2 separate regions of the Mus musculus genome follow, and region 1 is linked to region 2. The links are chromatin contacts, called in public promoter capture Hi-C maps. All regions are on one chromosome and are shown on one strand. Each heading gives the region's core, a stretch centred on a gene start, on an enhancer-like site or on the middle of the called end of the contact. The rest is flanking DNA. Distances are from core to core; before and after follow the strand shown.

What was found. Promoter capture Hi-C pulls out the DNA fragments that hold promoters and counts their contacts.
Region 1: a promoter capture Hi-C map of liver shows a contact between it and region 2, with 2.2 times the contacts expected there. The contact joins the promoter of Spint2 here to the promoter of Zfp60 in region 2. A contact is called at or near these places in 2 of 39 promoter capture datasets (both in liver).

Annotation. Positions count from the first base shown.
Region 1 is chr7:29,280,149-29,284,546 of GRCm38.p6, forward strand. It overlaps Spint2 (serine protease inhibitor, Kunitz type 2), which reads right to left and starts at 1,829. Exons shown (of 7, transcript NM_011464.2): 1 at 1,364-1,829. The coding sequence starts at 1,469. Gm45977 (a long non-coding RNA gene) reads right to left here. Exons shown (of 4, transcript XR_003946629.1): 4 at 3,572-3,870.
Region 2 is chr7:27,728,293-27,732,769 of GRCm38.p6, forward strand. Zfp60 (zinc finger protein 60) reads left to right here and starts at 3,117. Exons shown (of 5, transcript NM_029531.2): 1 at 3,117-3,178.

The DNA.
Region 1 (4,398 bases), core at 579-3,078, 1.6 Mb after region 2:
CAGACAACGCAAGAGCTTAGAAAAGCCATATCCACAGCCACAGGCCAGGTAACTTATAGACACAAGGCAACCTGGAGTCTGGCTATACTACAATGGTCAACCTCTGCACTTCTGACTCTGGATCACCAGGGCTGAGCCTCTCCCACCGGCCTGTGGCATTCTCCATAACTCTTGTTGTTGCCCTAGTCTTAGACACAGGAATAGACCATTCCTCAGAAGCTACCACACTCCCTGCTTTCTCTTTCACCAAATAGGTTGCCCACTAAGGACTTGGGCCTCGTGGCTGTGTCCACTTCTCCCCTTCCTGACTTCTGTTCCAGCCTTGGGGTGGGGGTGGGGTCTTTTCCTTGATCACAATCAATTTTACTCTAGACCCTCACTACTCCCTCCCACTACCTGGGACACTGGTCCCAAGGTCTTAGTATGGCTGCCACCTACTCATTCAATTGTTAGGATAGGTGCCACCCTCCTTAGAGTACTTCCTGAGTTAAGTACCCTTCACCATCTTCTATCACTGTTCTTATCCCGCTGTCTTCTAGTCACCGCTAGTCATTTAATCTTTGGCGAGTACTCTGCACGTTAAGTGTTCGCTCCCACTGGAATCCAAGCTCTGCGAATTCAGGAACCTGTCTAGTCTTGAGTCAGCCACGACCACCATTCTTACAGACCCTCAGCGGGGACTCAATTAAGTTTGCTCAATCAATGAATTCTTTCAAAAGAGATCTTTTCAAAGCTGGCTAGTGGTTGTCTGAAGCAGTTAAAAGTTGTAACGACTCCTAAAGACGCAAACCCCAGCTGCTGGGTGCCAATACTACACTCGGAGAACAGACGTTCCTGCATTGGCAGGCACCTTGGCAAAGCTCCTCCCTTCTACCAACCGCTGCTTCTCTTCTTCCTCGGGAGATCATGGGGCTGTTGCCATATGTGATATCAACAGGTGTCCGAAGTGCGTTTTCCCTGTACCCAAAGCGGCCAACAGGTCTCCCGAACAAATTTCCACCTCTGAGGCTTGAATGCGCCCCCCACCCCCACCCCAAGTCCCCGTCCCCACCCCGGGCTTTCTTTGGCCAAGCAATTTCCGCTTCGTTGAGCTCCTCACCCACTTCCAGTGCCACGCCTTCCTGGGTCAATACACCTCATCTCCCTCCCTTCCTCCTTCCTTCTGGAAGGGACACTTTGCTAACCCTTACGCCCCCGCGCTCGCGAGGCTCCTACCCTTCCTAGCCCGCCACCTGCAGGTCTGGCTCCACCGCCCATCCTCCCCAACCCCAAGGAGCCTGCGATCACTCTGCGCACCGAGTACCCCCACTTTCGCTGCGGCCTCCTCTATCCCCTGCTCCCGGATCCCCCGCCTGGCCCTCACCGTGGACGTCTAGTTCTCGGCTGGCCACCTGGGCCCCGGAGAGGAGCAGCGAAGCTACCAAGGCGAGGAGCGCCCGGCCCCGCCGCAGCTCACAAAGCTGCGCCATGACCTGCTGCCAGCGCCGCGCGCCAGGCCTCGAGCCGCCGGCCGTTGGGGTGTGGGGGTGGGGTCTCGCGAGCAGGTGCGGGAAAGCCCACGGCCGCGCACGCGCACTGCAGGTCCGCGGGCTCAGGTGCGGCTTCGCCCCGGAGTAGGACTTCGAGGCGCCCGGGTCCCCGGAAGCCCTTTTTTCTGGCTTTTGGCGCGTGCGACGCCTTAGTTGCCTCCCAACACGGTCCCTGGACTCGCGCGGCAACACTCTGCGACTCTTCCCCAGACTGTGAAAGCCTCCACCCGTCCGAGGAGTACTACGGCGAATGGCGGACGCAGGGACACAAGAGAAGGTGGCACCCAGGCTGGGGGTGGGGCGCACCTGGCGGGGCGGGGCAGATGCGGCGCAAGCGCGGAGGGCCCCGCACCTGGCTCTGCGGCCTGCACCTGGCACCGCCCCCGGCTCCTGGGAGGAGGCGTGGTTGGCATTGACCCCGCCCCAGCCGGACCTTGCGGGAGGCGTGGGTCTGTTGGCCACGACGTCCTTGCGCCTTCGTGCTTGCGCTGTGACTATGGCGAGAGAAACTTTTCGGAAACCTGTGGCTGTCTGCCCGCTCTGCTTTAGCGTTCCTTTAGGTGTGAGAGATATATCCTGCCTAAATTCCTCGTTCTCTGTGCCATAAACAAATGTCCCGGATTGAGCAGTGGCCAGGCCAGCTTGGCCTGTGTGTCGTCAAACAGGATCAGCCCGTAGTAGTGATGCGGAAGCAGAGGGAAGAGTGATCAGGAATGTGATGGTGAAATCCTACAGTTGAGTGAGCAGGGGTTGGGACAGTGAAAATCAGGGCATGATCAGAGCCCAGTTTCCTATTCAGTGCGACTGCCAGTTAGGCAGGGCACTGTCTGGAAAGAGGTGACAAGTCCTTAAAACTGCAGGTTTCTCTGGACCCCGTACAGGAAGACAAATACAAATATATAGAGGTGTTAGGGTGACGATCAGAAGCTTGCAAAGGATGAACAGACCTGAAAGGGGGAGGGACACGGGGACTGGACTAGGTACAACACCCAAAGGAGACTTACAAACCACTACCACAGAACCAGGGTGGGCTTCTGGAAAGAAGCTCCATTTAAACTGGATGAATGGAGGAGGGCTGACAGAGGAAGTAGAAGGCCGTTAGCAGAAGAATTAATGATCTCGTTATCATTGAAAATACTGCTCTTGGGCTGGCAAAGTGGCTAAGTAAATACAACTGCCACCAAACCTGATGACCAGATTCGCACCTGCTCGCAAGGTCACCCCCCACCACCACCCCCCAACGGCTGGAGGCCTGGCGTGCCCGGGTGCTCCACGCCTTGTTAGCTTCGCTGCTTCTCTCCGGGGCCCAGGCGGCCAGGAGATTCCTGGTGCAAACACGGTGGAAGAAGAGAACTGGCTTCCTGAAGTTCTCTGACCTCCACACTGTAGCCATGGCACCTGCCAGACCACACGAACACAGACACACACACACAGACACACACACACACACAGACACACACACACACACACACACACACACAAATAAATGTGTTTAAGAAAAATAAAATAGGGCTGGAGAGATGGCTCAGCGGTTAAGAGCACTGACTGCTCTTCTGAAGGTCCTGAGTTCAAATCCCAGCAACCACATGGTGGCTCACAACCATCTATAATAAGATCTGTCACCCTCTTCTGGTGTCTAAAGACAACTACAGTATACTTCATACAATAATAAATAAATCAAAAAAAAAAAAAAAAAAAGGAACTGACTGCTCTTCCAGAGGTCCTGAGTTCAATTCCCAGCAACCACATGGTGGCTCACAACCATCCAAAACGAGTAGCCGTCTTCAGATACTCCAGAAGAGGGCGTCAGATCTCGTTATGGATGGTTGTGAGCCACCATGTGGTTGCTGGGAATTTAACCCAGGACCTCTGGAAGGGCAGTCGGGTGCTCTTACCCACTGAGCAATCTCACCAGCCCCAATAAATCTTTTTTTAAAAAAGAAAAGAAAAAGAAAATAACGTCCTTATTACGGTAAACAAAGTAGGCCTGGTTGCGCAAGCCTGTACTCCCAGCACTCTGGATGTGGAAACAGAACTGGGATAGCTCATAGCCAACCCCAGTAACAAGCACCAACCCCTACCCTGAAGAACAAAAAGCAAAAAGAAAACCACCAGGTGTGGGGTGTAATTCACTTGCTAGAGCACTCACCTAGCAGGCAGGAAGCCCTGAGTTTGATTCTCAGCATCACACAAACCAACCTTGGCATCACAAAGCCAACCTTCTTGGCAGATGCCTGTAATCCCAGCACTCAGGAGCTGAAAGCCAGAGGACCCAAAGCAAGAGTTCAAATTTATAGTCAGCATAGCAAACTCAGACCAGTCCGGGATTCATGAGACCCTGCTAAGCAACAGAAAAAAGACATTACAAAACAAAACAAACACTAAACCTAAACTCTGGAGGGTGGATTTGGGGCTGGAATGGAGTAAATCAAGAGTGTTGGAACTGGCCGTGGAGAAAGGGCCATGAGAAGCAAGCCTCGGTAACTGAAGGCTTAAGAGATGAGGAACAAAAACTGCATGAGGAGCAGTCGACAGGTCTCTCTCTCTCTTCAGATTATTTTATGTGTATGAGTGTTTTGCTTAAATGTCCATCTGACTACCACATATGTGTGTGCCTGGTGCCCACAGAGACCAGAAGAGGCAGTAAATTCCCTGTAACTAGAGTTGTAACTCCAGTTGTGAGCCACCGTGCAGATGCTAGGAACCAAACCCCAGTCCTCTGCAAGAGGTACTCCTTGTTTTGTGACTGGGTCTCTCAGTGTAACCCTGGCTCTCCTAGAACTCTATATGTAGATCAGGCTGTCCTCAGACTTAACAGGGATCTACCTGCCTCTGCCTCCAGGGCTTAAAGGCTTGCGATACCACAGCC
Region 2 (4,477 bases), core at 1,867-4,366:
TGCTTGGTGTGTCTCTAACCCCTTTGATTTCTCCAATTCTTCCTCCCCCTCCTCTGCAGGACTCTCTGAGTTCTACCTAGCATTTGACTATGGGACTCTGCATCTATTCCCATCAGTAGCTGGATGAATTCTCTCTGGTCTTATTGATGAAGACTCTGCTAGGCTACAGTCAGTTGCTTAAATTTTTCTCATAGACCTACTTTTAATATAGCTCTTAATCTCTTTGACCTCTCTTCTAGCCCAATACCTACCCCAGGTAGTGGAAGAGAAAGGTTATTAGGGGGACTGGAGAGATGGCTCAGCAGTTAAGAGCACTGACTGCTCTTCCAAAGATCCTGAGTTCAAATCCCAGCAAACACATGGTGGCTCACAACCATCCATAAGGAGACCTGACACCCTCTTCTGGTGTGTCTGAAGACAGCTACAGTGTCCTTAGATATAATAATAAATCTTGAAAAAGAAAAGAAAGGTGATTAGGAATGTGGGAGAAGTGGACCTGTTTATAAATTGTTCTTTGGAGCAAATCCCATCTCTGTTGTCGGGAAAGCAGTAGTTCAGTTTACAGGAATCGGGAGCAGCCACTCAGCAGCTCCATCCACTCACAAACACTCCACGAATACACCAGCAGTCCAGCTCAGCAGCGTTGGCATAGCAAACATGAATCAGCAGAAACAGCCAGGTCTGCAATGCATTGTTGGTCTTTAGTCTTGGCTGATCGTCGTTTCTTTGAGTCACTAGGAGCAGCCAGGATCAACAGGGGTGCCAGGAGAAGGTCTGTGTTGTGCCTCTCTCAAAGAATTGAAGATCAGTCAAGACTAGAGACCAACAATGCATTGCAGAGCTAGCTGGGCAAGACCCTGTCACTGTCTGTTGGGTCCAAACATCTCCAAACATCATGCGTCCTCCACGGGTCTTGCCTCACACCCATGTTCCTTAGCACATGAGTCTGTTTTAGCAAAACTCGAAGTGAGTCTGTATCAGCTGACATCACTCTGCTAATTGGCCTGAGTCCTTGGAAGTGGCAAGAAGCTGCCAGAACACCACCAGGAGTCTTGGTGCGTATCTCTCTATGGAGTAATGACAGATGGAGCTTAGCTATGCAGTGTAAGGTGAGACAATACATGCGTGTTGCTAGGGAAGAATCCTTCATCACATGTCCTTTCGGGTGCTTGCTTTAGCAAAAACTCCTTTCACCTGTATCTGCTTCAGAAAAACACTCCTTCATGTGTTTGCCCCAGCCAATCACCATCCTACACAACTGATTTTTCAAAGAAACCATAAGTTTCCACTTATTAGTCCCAGAACATTCTGCAGGCAGGACAAACTGTAGGTCTTTTGGTTTGCCACACAAACCATTATGAACCAATGTGGTCTACAAAGTGAGTTCCTGGATGGCCAGAGCTGTTACACAGAGAAACTGTCTTGAAAACAAAACAAAACAAAACAAAACAAACTGAACTTCATTTGATGAATTGCTACTTTGTCATCAATGGCAATGTTCTTTGTCCCCCAATCTGCCTCAACTTTAAAATCAATCTAATTCTTCTTTTGACTATTGTGAGGATGGTCACTTTGTTTTGTTTGTCTTTTGTTACAAGGTTTCTTCGTGTAGAGACTGCTGGTTCTGTAGACCAGGCTGGCCTTGAACTCTTAGAAATCTGGTATTAAAGGCATGTGCCACCACTGCCCGCCTGAGGATGGTCACTTTTAATCAGCTAGAGTATTTATCAACGTATTTTCTGTAGTTAACATCTGGTTGAGACTGACTTATTTCAAATCTAATCTGTCTATACTGTAGGCGTTTAGATCATTTACAAAGCGTCTAATATGTTTAGTGGTCCTAATAGGATTATCATTAACCTTGACACTAGTTTTCTCTCATGTTCTGGAAAAATATGTGTAAATATAAATAATAAATAAATGTGGTTTTGAAAGCTCATGTTGAAAGACTCCGAGAGGAGCCCCTTGCTCAGGCCTCAGGACAATAGCGGACACCCAAGAACTCACAAGAGACCAAGCTTGATGCAAACCACATGAGGCTTTATTCGGGGAAAGCCAGAGCTCTGGGGACGACTCATATCCCACGCAGGGGTAGAGGAGTCGACCCCAAGGGGAAAGAGGTCCCAGTTTTTATAGGCCCTCAGGGGGGGAAGGAGAAGGGGGAAGTAGGGGATTTCCAGATCTAAACAATGTTTATTCTCAAGAAATGGGTATGGGAGGGGTCCAAGGGAAGAGTCTGGTGCAGGTGTAGGAACTCTAGATTGGCCGGGCTGTTGTTGCTGGGGAGATTTTCTGACTCTTTTTCAGCAACCAATATCACAAACACCTGGCAATGGGCTTCATCAGTGGGCACACACATGGGTTCAAGGAACGGTCAAAACATTGGCAGACACACGGGTTCAAGGAGTGGCCAGAGCATTGTGCACCTCTATTTTTCTAAATCAGTGAAGCTAGTTCTGCTAACAGTGACATCTATCTTGCCAATTTCAGGGCTTGTGTGACCTTTTACATTCTGTCAGGATCTTTCAATGTCATGTTACACTAAGTACGTTTTCCCTACATAAACAAGGCATACGTCGGTGGTTGTTTACATACGTCGGTGGTTGTTTAGATACTTCCACATGCTAGTCATTCACCTTTCAAAATGGGCGCAGTTCTGTTGATATTTATCCAACTAGTCCTCACTCACGTTTTCCTATCTAGATAACAGGGACACTGACTCTCTGAACATCTGGCTGTCTGAAATCGCTGATATAAACTACCACGTTTAAAACCAACCAATTCTTTAGTTCAGTGTCTTCCAATCTACCATAGTCCCTACTAGAGCACAGCAGGTGGAATCCCTCTTGGTGCAAAGTGTAACCACGCCAGTTATATCCGGATTTGATCACGCTTCCTATTCTGTCCGGGGGTGGGGTGGGGGGTCTGGGAGACAGAACACGACGTCTCCCACAAACCACTGGCATAGCTCTCAGATGGCCTGGCCTAAGTTGTGTGCAGTGATCTCTCTGAACTACAGACCGCTAGGCTTCATCGAGTTGAGCACTCGGCACTACATTTCCCAGGGGCTACCGCGGCGGAAGTAAAGCAACTTCCGGTGCCCTGGCGGCGCTATAGCGGACGGTCGGGTCTTTCTGGTCTGAGTAGGGAATTGCTTTGTGTCTTCGGTCTCTGCAGAGTAAGGCCGGGAGTCCGGGTGTGGGTGTGGACGGTGGGGTGGATGGATGTTGATGCGTGTGTGAGTGTTTAGGGACGGTGCTGTGTGTGCGCGCGCGCGTCTCTGCGTACGCACCTTGAGCTATTTGCATTATCACCGTGCTTGTCGCTTTCTCTCGCGGCCACCAGCAGAGGACCAAGCTTCACTGAGGAGAGGTGAGGGGCGGAGTCTGAAGGGAAGCTTTCCCTGTGGTTCAGATTGAGCTTTGTGACGAGCATTTGAGGCCGAAAGTGCCTCCGAGGGTGGCCTACTGGCCTTTTCTCAGAGCTCTAGCCGTGTGAGTGTCGAGGGAAGAGAGGGGAAATGCTCACTGGGGATGCTCTCAAATGTAATCTAGGCTTACTCAGATGTAATCTAGGCTTACTCAGGCTCCCTGCGCAGGCCATTATTCAAAAGGAGGGCTGGAGGAGCGTGAGATCGTTGTTGCTACCCACCGAAGGCTCAAGGGCGAGTTTGCGCTTTCTCTCTGTGCGAGAAATGAGGGTTTTATGTTTAGAATATGGAATTGTCAGTAAATGAAGAAGGAACGTGTAAATTGATACCGCCATCATTGTGTCCCTTACATTGTCCCTCCCCTTTCCAGTTAGTATTCACATTATCGTTTCAATGACCCTTGACATCTTCTGTCTACAATCACTCCCCCCACCTCACCGACCATGTTATAGATAGGAACCGACAGAGGTTAACAAAAGGGCTTTCAAACTCCGATGTGCTAAATCGATTTCTATTTGGATGGTGTCACACGTCAGATGGCCTTAGATCTTCTTACAGGTCTTCATTTCAAAGCAGCGGAAGAGTGGAGGTTTTTGTTTTCTAGTAGATTTTGAGATTGGGAAAGTGGTAGGCTCTCTCCCCCTCCCCTCCCCTCCCCTCCATCTGGGTTGGAGTCTTGGTTCTGTCCCCTCAGGCTCTCCAGGCCTGTCAGGAACCTTAGGATGCCTGTGGTGAAGCCTGTTAGTGCAGTGCCGCCATATCCTAAGGGCCTGGTGTGCTTTAGTTGTTGCTCTGTGAGGCCATCTTGGGTTCATTCCACTCAGTGTTCTGCAGGACAAGGGAGTGTGAGAAACAATGCGATTGCTGGTGGATGTTTAAGAAAGCCACTCAAACAGAAAAGCTAGGCTTTGTGGGGTACAACGAGGCAGAAAGAAGCAGGAAGGGCAATGTGAATTCTGTAGCAGCTTGATCCCCATAACACGTTTCAGGCCAGCTGGCCTACACAGTGAGAACCTATTTCAAAAACAAGGAAGGTGAATATACCAT